Linked DNA regions of Anser cygnoides: region 2 is linked to region 1. Evidence: chromatin contacts called from public Hi-C data. All regions are on one chromosome and are shown on one strand. Each heading gives the region's core, a stretch centred on a gene start, on an enhancer-like site or on the middle of the called end of the contact. The rest is flanking DNA. Distances are from core to core; before and after follow the strand shown.

Region 1 (6,863 bases), core at 2,371-4,870:
AAACCAGACAAGCACACACCGCGAGCAACTTCCAGAACTGTGTTTTTCGATATTGGGAATGGTAAAAGCTCAACCTACATGCATTGGCAGTTTTGTAATAGCATTACATAAGAATTATTTAACTACAGCAACAGATCTGAGAAGCAGCAGCAGTCGCTGCTAAACTGGTTCACACATACACACACAGAAACAAGAAAAAAATCAATACAGAGAATGATAAATTTTGCAAACATGCATTTGACTGTCAGAGAGAGGATTGGGATTTCAACACCGTCTAGAGCAGAAACAGTTTATAGCTAGCAAGGCACTGCAATCCTGAAAAGAGAAAACAAGAAGTAGGGCTGTTGTAATTCCAACCACACACACAAAAAAAAAAAACTTAAGCTTTTTTAAAAAGTCATTAAAAGCATCTATCACAAGCCCGGTGCGTTCACGTGCTCGGTTTGGAAACATTTAACTTTTTTTTACCTGATGTTCTGCATGAATGTTATCCCCAGTAGGCCAGCGATGTTTGCTGTTATTATAGCCGCCTCCGCCACTTCCTCCTCCCCCAAGCTGCTCACCATGCTGCCTCTGAAAGAAGTAATCCACCATAGCGTCGTCCTGGGAGCGGCCCGCGACTCCTATGGATCCGGGAACAGGACTGGAGTGCGTCCCCGCCGCAAGTGCCTGATTTGCAGCTGGCTGCGGCTGAGCCTGGGACCCTGCTCCAGATGTCAGTACAACAGGCATGTTGGGATTAGCTGTATCTTGAGCGTGCTGTTTCAGGTGGGGGCTGAACGAGTCCTGCCAGAGCACTGCTTTTCTCTTCAACACGCACGCAACGCTCATTCCACCAACACCTACGGGGGTAAGGGGAGGGAGGCGAAGACAGAGAGAAAGGGAGAAGGGAAAGGGAACATTAAATCCTCGCAGCTTCGGCTTCGTACGGTCAGCAACACAGCCCTCTTGGACCTGAGGGGAATCGCCACGAGGCCACGTCCGGCTCCTTCCGACACAGTTAGTTGCTCTGTTAGCAACTCAAACGCCAGGTAACACCACGCAGCAGCCAGAACTCCCACATCTTGCGCTCTCAGGTGTTGTCAGCGCGTGTGAGACTCATGTAAGGTGCCCATTATGCTGAAACCAGCACGTCGCCTTATGCGACGGACAAAACACCGACTAAAGCGCTGCCACAGAAAACTAGGCAGAAAAAAAATCCCCGAGAACACCGCGCCACGCAAACTGCACCGCCAGTGCCTGCCGTACTTGTTTACACCTCGCAAATTACAAGGCAGATCCTCAATCAAGGCACGAGTGCCACCGTAGCACCACGCGCTCATTCAGCCACACAAAGTATCCTGGCAAGTTTTTTTTTTTTTTTTTTTTTTAAATGCAAACTTAAAATTCTGGATTTCTGCTTATGTGCTTAACGAGGCCCCAAACGCTCCGGGTGCTGCCCTGCTACCTCGGCCGTTTAATCTGCACGCAGCTCGTTAGGAACTGCGCTGCTATAAAAATCACATCGGTTGAGCCTCCAGACGATCTCAGACAAGATCCGGTAAAGGTACTACGAATTTCTGCACAGGCAACTCCTACTCCAAGCAGCTTCCTCTTTCGTCGAATATAGACGAGGCAGCTCTAAACACGAGAGAAAACTTGGCAAAGGAGACATTTTGAAAGGGAGCAAAGGGGAAAGGAGCATTCTGGGTAGTTCAAGTTTAGTTCCAAGACGTGTTTTTATAGAAATGCCATGTTAAATGTAGCAGACAGCTGAATACTGTCATTCAAAGCGCACAGAGCATCAGAAACATGTTCAGTCACCTACACAACGCACATTCATTAGCTACCCAGCAGCTACAAGACCTAGTGCTGCAAAGAGCTAATGGCTACCAGGACCCTTTTCACTTCCAAACTCTTAACAAAAATATGCAATAAACCTCTCCTGCATAAACAGCTCCCCGTGAAAAGTTACACATCTACAAACAAAGGCAGAACAGTTGGAGATTGAGAGAACGCGGCTACAAAGCACTTGAAGCAGACAGCTTTCCTTTTCCCTAGGAAAAAAACATAGTATGTAAATAAGCTGCTCTGTGTTATCATTACAAGGCAAATAGTTTAGATTATGAGACTCTCCACAAGCAACAGAACTCCGCAGACATCACTAAGCAAGTTTTTAAGCGCGAGCAGCGACGTCTCCTCGCCAGGCAGCTCTGAGCCGCAGCGAGCCCAGCTTTGTGCTCAGACCCCGTCGCTCCTCCAAAAACTCCAGGCAACGTTAAAAAAATCACGTCGGCACCCGACGCACACTTCAGGAAGTTAAATCACGGGCTAGGTGAGAGGGTTTCAGGGTTTTTTGGGGTTGTTTTTTTTTTTTGGAAAGTTAGGCTGGAAATGAAAGCTGCCTACCCATTGTTTGAGAGCTGTGTGGCCTACAAGAACTTTTAACGTTAAAGCTTGTGTTTTCCGTAAGACCTAGGGAGACCCAGCAGGAAGTGGGTAAATCGATAGCCAGCCGAACTGCTTCGGCCACCATTAAAACATCGTAAGATAAATTCTACCCCTTACCCCACCTCCCTCACTCTTAATAAAGGAAATTCCTTACTCATGATCTGTCTAATAAAATCTCTGCTCAGAACAAAGTTATTAAACACTGACCAAAAGAAAAAACAACAACAAAAAAAACAACAACAAAAACGCACCGAAACAGAACAAAAAAAAATAAAACAACAAACCAAGTATTTCTCCCGATGGGGCGAAAAACAAGAATCTCCTGTTAAAAATCGCAAGCGTGTAATTAAAAATGGCCCAACACTGTGATTAGGAGAAAGCGAGAAAAACAAGCAGGGGACAAAAAAGAAAAAAAAGCACCGAAAAAAACACACACACACCCCCCCCAGGGTCACCCAGCACATCCAAAAAGTATTGTCTGGATTTTCGCTCCCTCCCCTTCGTCCCCGCTGCCTGTTAGGCCCCCCCAGTGCCCCCCAATTCCTTCCAGTTCCCCCCCAAACCTCCCCAATTTCCCCCCAAACCCTTCCCACTTCCTTCCAACCCCCCCCCAAGCTCCCCATTTCCCCCCCAATCCCCCCAATTTCCCCCCAATTCCCCCTTAACTCCCCCCCCCAACCCTCCCCCCCAGCTCCTCCCCAGCCAACAAAGCGGGGCCGCGGCCCCCCCCGGGAGGGACGAGGCCCCCCAAAACAATGCCCCCCCCCCTCAAAACAACGCCCCCCAAAACCACAACGCCCCCCAAAACGACGCCCCCCACCCCGACGGGGGCCGCTCCCCGCTAACAAAAGGGGCCCGGCCCCGACTCCCGGCCAAGGCGCCGAGCGGCAGAGCCGGGCAGGGCGCCCCGCCGCCACCGCTCGCCTTCGGGGCGGCCTGGCGCCGCTCCGCCCGGCCCCCCCGCCAATATGGCCCCACCGGCGGCTCCGCTGGGGTTCGCGGCGCGCCGCGGGCCCGCTCCGGTGCCGGTACTCACGGGCGGAGCGGTAGGATGAAGATGGATCTCGGCCCCCCCCAGGCCGCTCGCCGCCTGCCTCTCCCCCGGCCTTTCACTCCGACAACATGGCGGCCCACTGGGGACGGGCGGCGCGCTGCATGCCGGGAAGGCGAGGCCGGCCCCGGCTGAGGGGCCGCGGCCCGGGGACGGATCCGCGCCGCCCGGCGACGGCGACCGGGCCGCGGGGATGGCGACCAAGGCCCGGGGATGGCGACCGTGGGCCTAGGGGTGGCGGCCAGGGACCGGGGACGGTCCCGCACAGCCTGGGGAAGGCGGCCGGCCCCGCACGGCGCCGCCGCGTCCCGGTTGTTGGAGCTCCCTGCGCTGGGCCCTCGCCACCCGCTGCTCCCCAACGCCATTTTCCACGTTTTTTCCCCCAAAATGTGCGCGCTGTCCACTAAACACCTTCACGATCACCACCTACCTAGAAATATGGGGTAGCCCGGTCCCTGAGTGACGACCCACAGTGGGTCCCAAGCACCGGCTGCGTGCTCTGGGCCCACCGGATGGGAGAGGCAGCGTGTGGGGGCACCCTCCCGCACCCCCGCTTCATCCCCACATATTTATTAAAATATACACACCTTTCACTGGCATATCAGCAGGCCGTCCCACACAGAAGTGCTACAGCGCATGACAGATGCCTCGGTGCGATACACTGGGGTATCTGTTCCTACCCCGGAATGGACGCCGTGCTGAAGTGTCTGGCATTTCCCAGCAAAGCCCCAGTTTGAGAGACTTCAGTGTTTTCTCAATTTTACCACCAGTCCCCAGCCCCCCGCACGCTTGGTTCCAAGCTTCTCATTCAAGCACCAACAGCAAAGGAGGCCCCAGCCCTGGGTGGGGGCTACTGGGGGCACAGCGGTGTTGGATTGGAGCTAGCTCAGGTGTTACCACCACTGGTGCAATTCCTTGCTAGGTATAATCATTCATTATTTCTATTACAAGTACGGTCATGACAACAATTGCTACTGTAAGAATATTATGTCCTTTGCTTTCGGTGAAACTGATCAGTAAAATCAAGTGTGTGCAGAGTTTGGTTCGGGACGGCAAGGTGGTCACAGGAGCCAGATCTCTCCAGTTCCCAGCTGGGTACTTTAATCATTAAACTTTGCCTTTTCCCAGGTTTGGGCAGCACAAGGAGTCCTCAGCTCTCCTTCCCTGGCAGCGTGGCGCTGAACTCTGCGTTACTGACACAAACTCTTGTTTATTCACAGGACTGCCACAGGACTATGCTTTTCACACCCGCTGCCCTTCTGTGCTCCCTGCCAGGAGCCCCTCAGACCCCCCCGAGCCCCTCCGTGGGCCCGTGCTCCACCGTGGAAATGCCTGCGGGCAGCTGCAGCCCCCGTCCCCAGCTCTGTGAGCTGGGCTCACCCTGCCCAAACAACAAACATCGGCTTTGTGCCGGGCCTGCCCTCACAGAGCCGGAGGGCATGCAGCCCCAGACTGGAGGTGCATTAAACAGACGAGCAGGTGCACCAGAGGCACGCTTTCTTGTTCTGTGCATTCACAAGCCCAGCCCTAAAAGCCAGGCACAGCTTTTGGATGTTTTCCCTTTGTTCCCCTCTCTCCCCTTCTCTAATCTGCAGACTACGCGCCCCGGCATGCATCGCTGCCTCCCCAGCCAGGCTTGCAGTCTGGGCATTAAAACAAAGCGCAGCACCCTGGGACCAGTAGTTTCTGCCAGAACACGTCCATGTTAAAGGGGCAGCTCATTTGAAACCTCCCAGTATTACTTCCGACCCCCGTCCCCGATTTTGGCTTTCCCCTCGTACGTTTTGGGGCAGTTTGCCACCTGCACCTGATGCTTCAAAAGGATCATTTCCATCCCTCCTCGCCGGGCAAGCAAACCACGCCGGCGGCAGGAGGAAGCTGCCGGCGCGGGGAAGCGGCACGGGGCATGCCGCCACATGCACAAAGTAAGCAAACAAACAGCAGCACATCGCAGCCGCTGCGGCTCTCAGAGGGCTCTGTCAGGCAACCGCGTCCTTCAAGCTGCAGGCGTCTCGGCTGGGGATTTCGCGTCCCCAAAGTGCGAGCTTTTGGGGGTCGAAGCAAGGGGGGGTGGTTTCGGGTACAAGAAGTTAGTTTGAGCCCCGTTTATCACGACTGGCGCCGGATCCAGCTGCGATCTGGCTGCGTAGCTCGTATCCATTTCCTCACCGAATGGCTGCCGGGGTGACGGGCATCCAGCCCTCTGCTGCCACGCTGCCTCTGCCAGCCGTGCACGCTGTGCAGCCGCCAGGCAGGGCTCGCGGGGGTACGAGGCCTGATCCCGGCCACCCCAAAACCCCGGGGAAATGTGGCTGCAGCCTGGGAGCTCTGAGTACCCCAGGCCGGGTGCGATTGGCGACTTTTGGGATAAAAAGAGCTGTTAGAAAAGGTTTTCACTGCAGATGCTGTTTCTAAAGCCGAGCCTTGTACACCCTCCCAAAGCATTCTCCTGCTGGTGCTGGTGTGGGTTATTCAACCTAAAGCAGGGCAAAATCCTGCTGTAATAGATTCAGCCCAGCTTTGCTGGGTTCAGCCCCATTTACCGCAGGAGCACATTGCCCGTACAGGTGTGTAACGTGCAGCACCGATCCGGCTGCTCTGCTGACACGAAGCCCTGACGGGCCCTGAGCACCCTAAGAACTGCTGCCAGCGTGGATCCTGCGCAACAAGTTCACGAGGCCGGGCCACCCCGAGGCTCTCTGAGCCCTTCACCAGAATAGGAACATCAGCAGGTTCTTCTGGCAAGCGTTCCTAATGAAGACACAGCTAATTCTGCAAAGCTGCACTGTCCTGCTGCAGGAAAACCACATCAGTGGTGTAGTCAGCCCGTCAGAAGCACCGCTGTGCAGTGACCCCATACTGATTCTCCAGCTTCCAGCTGGTAGAGCCCTAAACCCAATTCTGCCGTGTCCTGGTGCCCGGTGCAACATCCCCAAATGACACCGGTGTGAGCAAGCCCAACCCCATGGCGTAGCGGAGCCCCACGGGAGATACCGACAGTAAAATCTTGCCGTCTTGGCACCAGGGGAAATAAATCTGGCCACACACCCTTCTCCTTTGGCACCCCTGCAAAGCGTGGTTGAACTTTTGTAACAAGCCCTGCGCGTCACTGATATGTTGCGATCCATCAGCGCTGACTGCCGGGTCACAAACATTTGGGCTGGGAAGCAGCCAGAGCCAGGGCAGGAGGTGTTTCACACGCTGTTGAGGCATCCTCACCGCAGAGTCTGGGGAAGGGGGGCTGGTGGGGCCGTACCCGCTGCTGCTGGCCAGTTTTGGGGCACAAAACGTACAAACCGGCCACCACCTCGCTGGTGTGGCCGCGTGGCCCGGGGCTATCGTGCTGCCGGTGGTGCAGGGGCCCGCGAGCACCCAGTGCGGG
Region 2 (7,331 bases), core at 3,978-6,477, 48 kb before region 1:
ACTTGCTAGCCAGATAAAAACCTCTTTAAAAACACTGTCTACTTGAGGAAAAAAGTCATTTTTGCATTAAAATCTGGTTTAATAAATACTGGAATTGATAACAATTTTAACGAATTAATCTTTTTTTTTTTTCATGACTGTAAATAATTTCTAGAAGCAACAGCCTCGCACTTTATTGATGGATTGAGGGAAAACCAGTTTGTGCATCTTGGCTTTGGGCAAACTAGCCATTGAATTAATCAGCTGAATAAACTGGAATGGAAGAAGTGAATACTGTGTTTACTCGATCCAAGATGGTTCACATTTTCAGGCTGGGATTAAGAAAAATATATAGAATAAATTTATTTAAAACTGTGACTTGATGCAGTGACACTGTCTCTTTTCTGATGGACCAGGTTCAAAAGACATGTTTTAACTTGCCCTTCAGACGGATGAAAGCAGGAAAGTTCAGGACATAATTACTACCTCTAAGCCTAAGCAGCAATTAAAACAATTGTTCTACTTGAAGGAGAAAAAAAAAAAGGAAAAAACCCAACCCATAGACATCTTTCTGGGTTGGTTTTATTCTGAAAAATCTTTGTCTCCAGCTGGCTAACAAACAAATCAGAACAAATCTGAACAAAGAAATGATGTGTATAATATTTCTTGCAACCACAAAAAGTGTCTGGCTTTTGGGTGTATGATAGAAATAATGACCAGAATAAAGCATAGAAACCACCTCAAATAAAAAAACGTCTTTAGATTACAAAAAGCAAGTTACTTAGCCATTACTCTGAGGTAAGAGCTAGCACACAGACAGTTACCCCTCCAGAGCCCATTCCTGTCAGTCCAGTATCTCCACCGAGCGCATGCCAGTAAAGGCAAGGCAACCCAAGGCTGTTTAACAACTTCATCTGTAGCTACAAGGGGATGTCTGATAACGCACCAAACGCATACAGCAAAGGAATGAACTTGCCACGTTACCTCTACCATATTAGCCACTAGAAGTTTCAGCGGACTGGACTGCCCATTTTTAAAGCCAAAGCAGTTCCCTGTGAAGAAGCTAGAGCTCCTACCTGCTGTTCCAAAGCCTCCCAGCGCCGACCCCAGCGTGGCACCGAGAGAGCTGCTGCTCCCAAACCCCAGGGAGGTGTTGGCAGGCTGGGCAGAGCCCTGAGAAAAGAGGGAGCTGCTCTGGGAATTGCTGCTGAGAGAGTTGTTGCCATAAAACGAGCTGGAGGCCAGGTTGTTGGTAGGCTGCTGCTGAGGCTGGGGCTGAGGCTGCTGCGTTCCCAGAGGGCGAAATGGTCCGTTTGTTGTTCCTGCCAGGCCACCAGCTGCACCATTGGCCGAAGCTGCAGCTGCTGCAACTGCTGGAGAGAAAGTAACAGCAAGCAGAGTTTGAAAAATATGTTTCTGGATCCATGTTGGAAGTTAAACCTCAGCAGGATCCTTTTATTTCCCATAGATTTTTTTCTTCCCCCTCAGCAAGAAAACCTCCCTTTCACATCAAAAATCTGTAAACATCTCTGTACTTCACACCTATGCTCCACAAGTCCTGCACAGAGACACCAAACAACAACAACGCAAAGTTGTTATTACTGCTGTTGGTATTATTAGAGCTACATAGATCAAAAAAAGTTCCCTTTCTCCTAAAAACTGAGATTCAAATCAATTCAGCCACACACACAGTAATATCTAATCAAGAAACAAGTTTTGAAATAATCAGAATTGTCCTTCGGTGCATGAAACCCAATCCTGCAGTGTTAAGGACATCAAAACCAAATACTTTTGTTTTCCAGCCAGTTCTAAAGAAAAAGCAAAATAAGAGCTACAAGGAAACAATTAAAAAGCCCGTTTCATAATCTGTTACCAGCACTGGCAAGGACTGCTTACACACACAGATTCCTGCTGAAAAATTCCTTTTAAAGCCTTGAACTCCCAAAAGAACCCTAATAAAATCCAACACAACTCATGGCAAAGACCAGGCACATAACATTTTATGCAAGTAAGGTGATCGTCTGGGAGTTCCACACAGGCTAAAGCCTTTCATTATGTGGGAAACTGGATGCCAGCAGACCAATTTAAGTAACTGTCATGAAACCCTGCAAAATAACACAGTTTAAGCTATGCTACCTCTCAGGGGGATTTCTTAAGGCTCAGCCCACAGTGAGTCCAGAGGAAGTTCTCAGCAACAATCCCTGCATTGGATCTCAGTGAGGGCAAGTGAATCATCATCGCCAGCACAGGGCGGGGGGGTTCGCTCCCGCTCCCCGCAGGTCGAGGCAGGAGCAGATTTTCACCTGGCCGGACTGGGACTCACCTGCTTGCGCTGCAGAGGAGCTGATGATGACCGGTGCGGGGGCCACGAGACGCACGGGGGCCCCCAGGCCATTCCTGGCTCCTGCGTTCACCACGAGAGCACCCGTTTGGTCGTAGTAGGCGGCAGGAGCCAGCACCGGGTAACCTGGGGGAAGGCACAGCACAGAGCTCAGCAACAAGCGGCACAGCACGCAGCTACCATCTAACAATGACTGTTCAGAAGCATTTTTAAAGGAAGATCACAACAGATAAAGAGAAAGAACAACAGTTTTGATTCTTGTTAAGCACGATTGTTTAATTAACAGTCATATCCTGTATTACTCCACAACTTTCATACCTCCTTTTCTACCTTAGTAAGTCTTTCAGTTAGGGAAGATTTTTTCCCCTGAAACTACTACACTAACATTACCCTCTGTGTAAATTCGGTTATCCAGAGAAAAAAAGTGTCTTAAAATACTCCAGCACTATTTCTTTCCCCTGACAAGTACAGCCTGTGCTGGCACTTGTCACATATGTGAGCACACCGCACTTCCAACTCTCCCGCTGTATGCTGGAGTGGCTCTGGGTGCACACGTGCAAACAAGACACCAAACTTACCTAAGGTGTGTTTTTTGAAGGTACATATTTATCATAACGCATCCTTCAATATTTATGAATACTCTTAAATATGCTGGCAACACACACAGCAGCAGACTTTCTATAGAGTACAACTGTTAATTTAGGTACCCAGCTACAGAATCTTAGTTTTTTTAAAAAAACACATTCGTGAAAAAACGACATTCTCCTAAGTGAGGTCACAAAGCAGAAATTGTTCTGTGAATGCTTGTTCTGAAACTACAGCCCCCAGCACCCCAGTAATGCAGATTTAAGAAAATTCACAGATTACTTGAAAGCACATATGCTACTACTGGCTTTGTAACTTAACATGGCAACATTCTTCCTAAACCATAAAAAAAAAAAACCACAAAGCAACTATGTGACGCTTCTAGAGGGGAGATCTGAGGCCAAAATCATCCTGTTTGATTGCACTTGACCAACAGGACATACTTGCACATTATTCAAAAAATACTTACGTGTGCCCTTGGTCATTACAACCACATCCTGTGTAACCGATGTCTTAGCATTTGTACAGCCTCATGGATCAGAGCTAAGGCTTATATGCCAGCTTCTCTCACTTCTCTCTTGCAGAACAATAAATTATAACAAACCCCTGCCTTTGTCTCTTTCTCTTTTCTTTTTTTAAGCCACTCGTATTTGTCTGGAAGAAATTACGAAGGGGAAGTCCTTATTCTGTTAAAGTCGAATACCCGACAGGGCTGGAGAGACAAGGCTAATGAACAGCACTAAGGTGTCTCGGCGGTCTTAAAATAAAGATCACATAAGCTAGGATGAGCCCCAGAAAAACCTGAACACAACTTTCAACAGGAGCCATCAATTCTTTTGGGTAGACAAGCAGCTAACGCGCCAGTACACCAATCCAGTTGATAACATTTGTTTCATCTGTGGCACAGGGACCTGAACCCTGCTTTAACTTAACCGCGGCACAGGTAGTTCTGCTCGCATCTAACAGCCTCTCCAAAACGCCTCGGACACCCACAGATTAAAGCCTACGAATACTGTAATAAAAACAAAACACTGCTGAGCGCCAGGCAAACATGACACCATGCAGAGACTCAGAATGTAATTTTCTCGGATCTCGCTGGGCACCGGAGAAGTCACAGCCCCCTCGGGCTCCCTACCTGGCATCCCTGCTGCCAGCCCTTGGCCAAAGGCAAGGGCAGAGTTGACGGCTGCAGCAGCCACCAGCGGATCAGTCTGCTGTCCCTGCTGGTTCTGATTTGGGGTCAAAGGACGCTGACTGGCTCCTCCACGGAGAACCTGGAGAAAACAGAGGAAAATCAGCCTGTTTAGTTCGAGCCCCAGGAGTAAGCCACGATAACCAGACACTTGCAGAACACCAGCAGCAACCTACTTAAAGTCCTTGCACGCAGCAGCAGCTATGTCACAACTAGTAAACGCTTCCCTTTACTTGGAAAAAACCTGCCTTCTCCATCAAAACGTTTTAACATTATCACCATGGGTAACTGCATAGGTCCCGATTTAAGTAACACACCCTTTTTCAGGCTTCCTGAGCATAAGCTGGAAAAGCTTCATCTTCTGACCTTTTTCATTTCTTGACATACCTCCAGTACTCATCCTCTGTCAGAAGCGTCTGTGAGCCTCTGCCCCATTACAGATAACATTCGGTCTCTGCCAGAAAAGCTCCGCTGAAAGCCCACTTGAGCAGAAACCTTAAAAGCCTGACTTTGGAGCTGTGGGCTGGTGACACGAGGTGACATGGGTTTTTCCAGCCACCATAGAGAACGGTGACCCAGTGACACGACACTTACTCACTGGAAATAATGACCAGAGATCACACACCGTCTTTGTGTATGTAGCTCTTGTGGTTGAAGCACATGTTGCTCTCAGAAGGGAAGACGGCAAACTGACCTTTCCTGTAATTACCTGCGACAGGCTTTGTTTGCAAAAGCCTTTTGCTCAGTGGTGATGCAAGAGTCTGCAGCCACTTGCGAGGTCAGCTTATTAAAAAAAGCTGTCCTTTGGTACTCAGCACGTCTTGTTGCAGAAATTAACATCATGCGTGTTACCAGATAAAGTTATTAAAAGGAAAAATTACTCTGCACAGAGGCTGGGAGAGCATACTGAAGCTGATAGATTTGGAGACATCCCAGAGTCAGCTATCGCTGTCAAAGCCTGAACATGAACTCTTAACCTGGGAGAATTCCTAGGCTGGAAACGAGCTGCAGCTCTCGGTAAGCAGGCACAGCGCATGGGCACCCTGCAGAACGCGTGTGATGGACGACGTGCTGCAGAAGTGAAACGCTGGCGTTTTTATAAATACACCCCCCTGTGCACGACGTCGTAAGCATCACAACTCGACTGTCCATAATCATCATTCTAGGTTTCTAAAACACGTGCCTCAGCACTTCTTTGAAGAATCCCATCCAAAAATACCCACTTATCTTCTTACAGAGGGAAGGCCTGCATTAAAAACAACACACACAATCCCCACTCACGCCTGCTCTGTGGCTATAAAGTAATGAAAAATATCATAAAGGCTACTGATGATTGGTATGTATTGTTTTAATAGCTTAAGCCTTTGCAGAAGCTCTCTTAGCACATACCTATTTAAAGGGGAAAGGCCCCCAGTCTGAATGCCAAAGCATAGATGTGCCACACTCTTAACTCCATTTACCTGGCTGCATGGATGTGTGCAGAAGGGCTGCTCAATGCGCTCCTGTCAGTGACCTGCCAGGTGGGGAGGTTTGATGATTAACTTTGTCAGGAGCAAAGTGTTCTCCTTCTGGTCACCGGTCCAGAATCATTGGTGTGAAAACATCACTGCTTTTATTATCTGAAAAGGCCTTATAATGCTACACAACTGCTTTCTTGCTTTAGATTTTTTTTTTCTTTTGAAGCAGAAGCTAATAAATGCAGTTACCAATTGCTATCTTCTCCAAGGGCTGAAATCCCCAAAGTACAAGCGCCAGAAACGAAGGCTCTGCGTTACTACGCAGCACTCTCCTCGCTTTTCGGTCGGATAATGAATCCATTTTGTTTCCAAGCAGGAACTACCGTGGGACAGCAGCTGATAACACTGTGTAAAGCCAGCTCCAGGAGGCCCAGTGCTTTAACCAAACACCAGCCAGCTGGGCAGCAGAGGCAGCCAAGTAACAGGAGCCCTGTCCAGCTCCTGACACCTGCCCTGCAGACCCTCCTTTGGCGTGAAAGGGGAGAAGTGGAATATATCCGAGTGCGTCTGATGGGAGCACAGCCCAACGCGGTGACAGTACAGTGCCTCTAATCCTTTAGCACTTGGGTTGACTACAAAGCTTTAGTAACAATAATTACACTTTTACCATTGATTTAGTGTGAAGGTTTGGGGTTTTTTAGTGCCAATATAAACAGCAACTAGACTTTTTTTTTGGGGGGGTGGTCCTTTGGGGTCCCAGAGAATTGGACGCGATGATTCTTGCAGGTCCCTTCCAACTGAGATATTCCATGATTCCATAGTTCTATGATTTACACTCCCATACAGTTCTCTTTAATAAAAGAGTAATTCAGCTTTTCATATTTATATATACAATTGTTCTGTATTCTCATAGCAGTCTCTCATTTTCCACCTCTTCCTCCAGCGGTTGCTAAATTCATGTGTCCTCTGCAGAGTTACAACTATGATTAAATACCAGACATTTAAAATGCTTATTTTACTTAACTGAAATTAAGATTTACTCGATAAAAATTAGGATTTACCTAGGTTGATTTTTCTAGTTCAGAACAAAAACGGACAAGAAATTACAAAAACGTGTTCTTTTACTCTTCTGTTGGAAAATATACAAGCTGTGTAAGCCAATATTCTGCCACTGCCAAGAGATTAAGACAGAACAGTTGGATGGTGCAAACCCCACCAACCACACCATTTATAAAGCATGTAAGCAGGAGTGTCCCTTCATCAGCTCCCTGTGTGAGCCCTTCAATGCCTGTTTTTGTGAAATGTAAATGCCATTTAAACAACACACACCTACCTCAATACTCAACTCTATCATACTTATAGGGTAACAACAGATCACACACAAAAAATCCTTAATTTTGTCCTTTTAGGTGTTAAATTCTTCTATTTTTGTGTGACTAAAGCATAACAGCTGTAGGCTTAGCCTTATAAAAATAGCAAGTTCAGTGTTTTCTTTTCACACAACTTTTGTTTCCAAGTCCTCGCACAGATACCAAACTAATTCATTTTGCTGTTATTTTGACCCTTTTAAATCTAGTCTTGAAGGAAGAAGCATCATCCTGAAGATGAGAGCACACCACCTACTGACAGCTAGTATTTGACGTGCATTTTCATCCTCTCCAGGGCCTTCAACATGAAAATCGACTGTACAGTGATGACTTCTGCTCGCACACCAACAACATACGTTTACACCAAGGTGTCTGCCAATAAATGGCTGCGAATGTCTTGATGTGCAAAA

Evidence for each region. A called contact is a pair of places that touch in the nucleus more often than the background predicts.
Region 2: a contact with region 1 is called in a Hi-C map of liver, with 13 times the contacts expected there. The contact joins the enhancer-like site here to the promoter of PUM1 in region 1. A contact is called at or near these places in 2 of 7 Hi-C or Micro-C datasets (both in liver).

Annotation. Positions count from the first base shown.
Region 1 is chr24:1,948,340-1,955,202 of Taihu_goose_T2T_genome, reverse strand. PUM1 (pumilio RNA binding family member 1) reads right to left here and starts at 3,620. Exons shown (of 22, transcript XM_048073085.2): 1 at 3,467-3,620; 2 at 469-842. The coding sequence starts at 831.
Region 2 is chr24:1,997,782-2,005,112 of Taihu_goose_T2T_genome, reverse strand. It overlaps PUM1 (pumilio RNA binding family member 1), which reads right to left. Exons shown (of 22, transcript XM_048073085.2): 11 at 4,041-4,179; 12 at 2,303-2,446; 13 at 1,056-1,352. Among named protein-coding and RNA genes, the nearest start is that of SDC3, 27 kb to the left of the region's middle. Within about 2 kb of position 5,227, at least 2 of the 3 cell types and tissues checked have open chromatin away from gene starts, as enhancers often do. A contact at or near this core is called in liver, where this site is marked.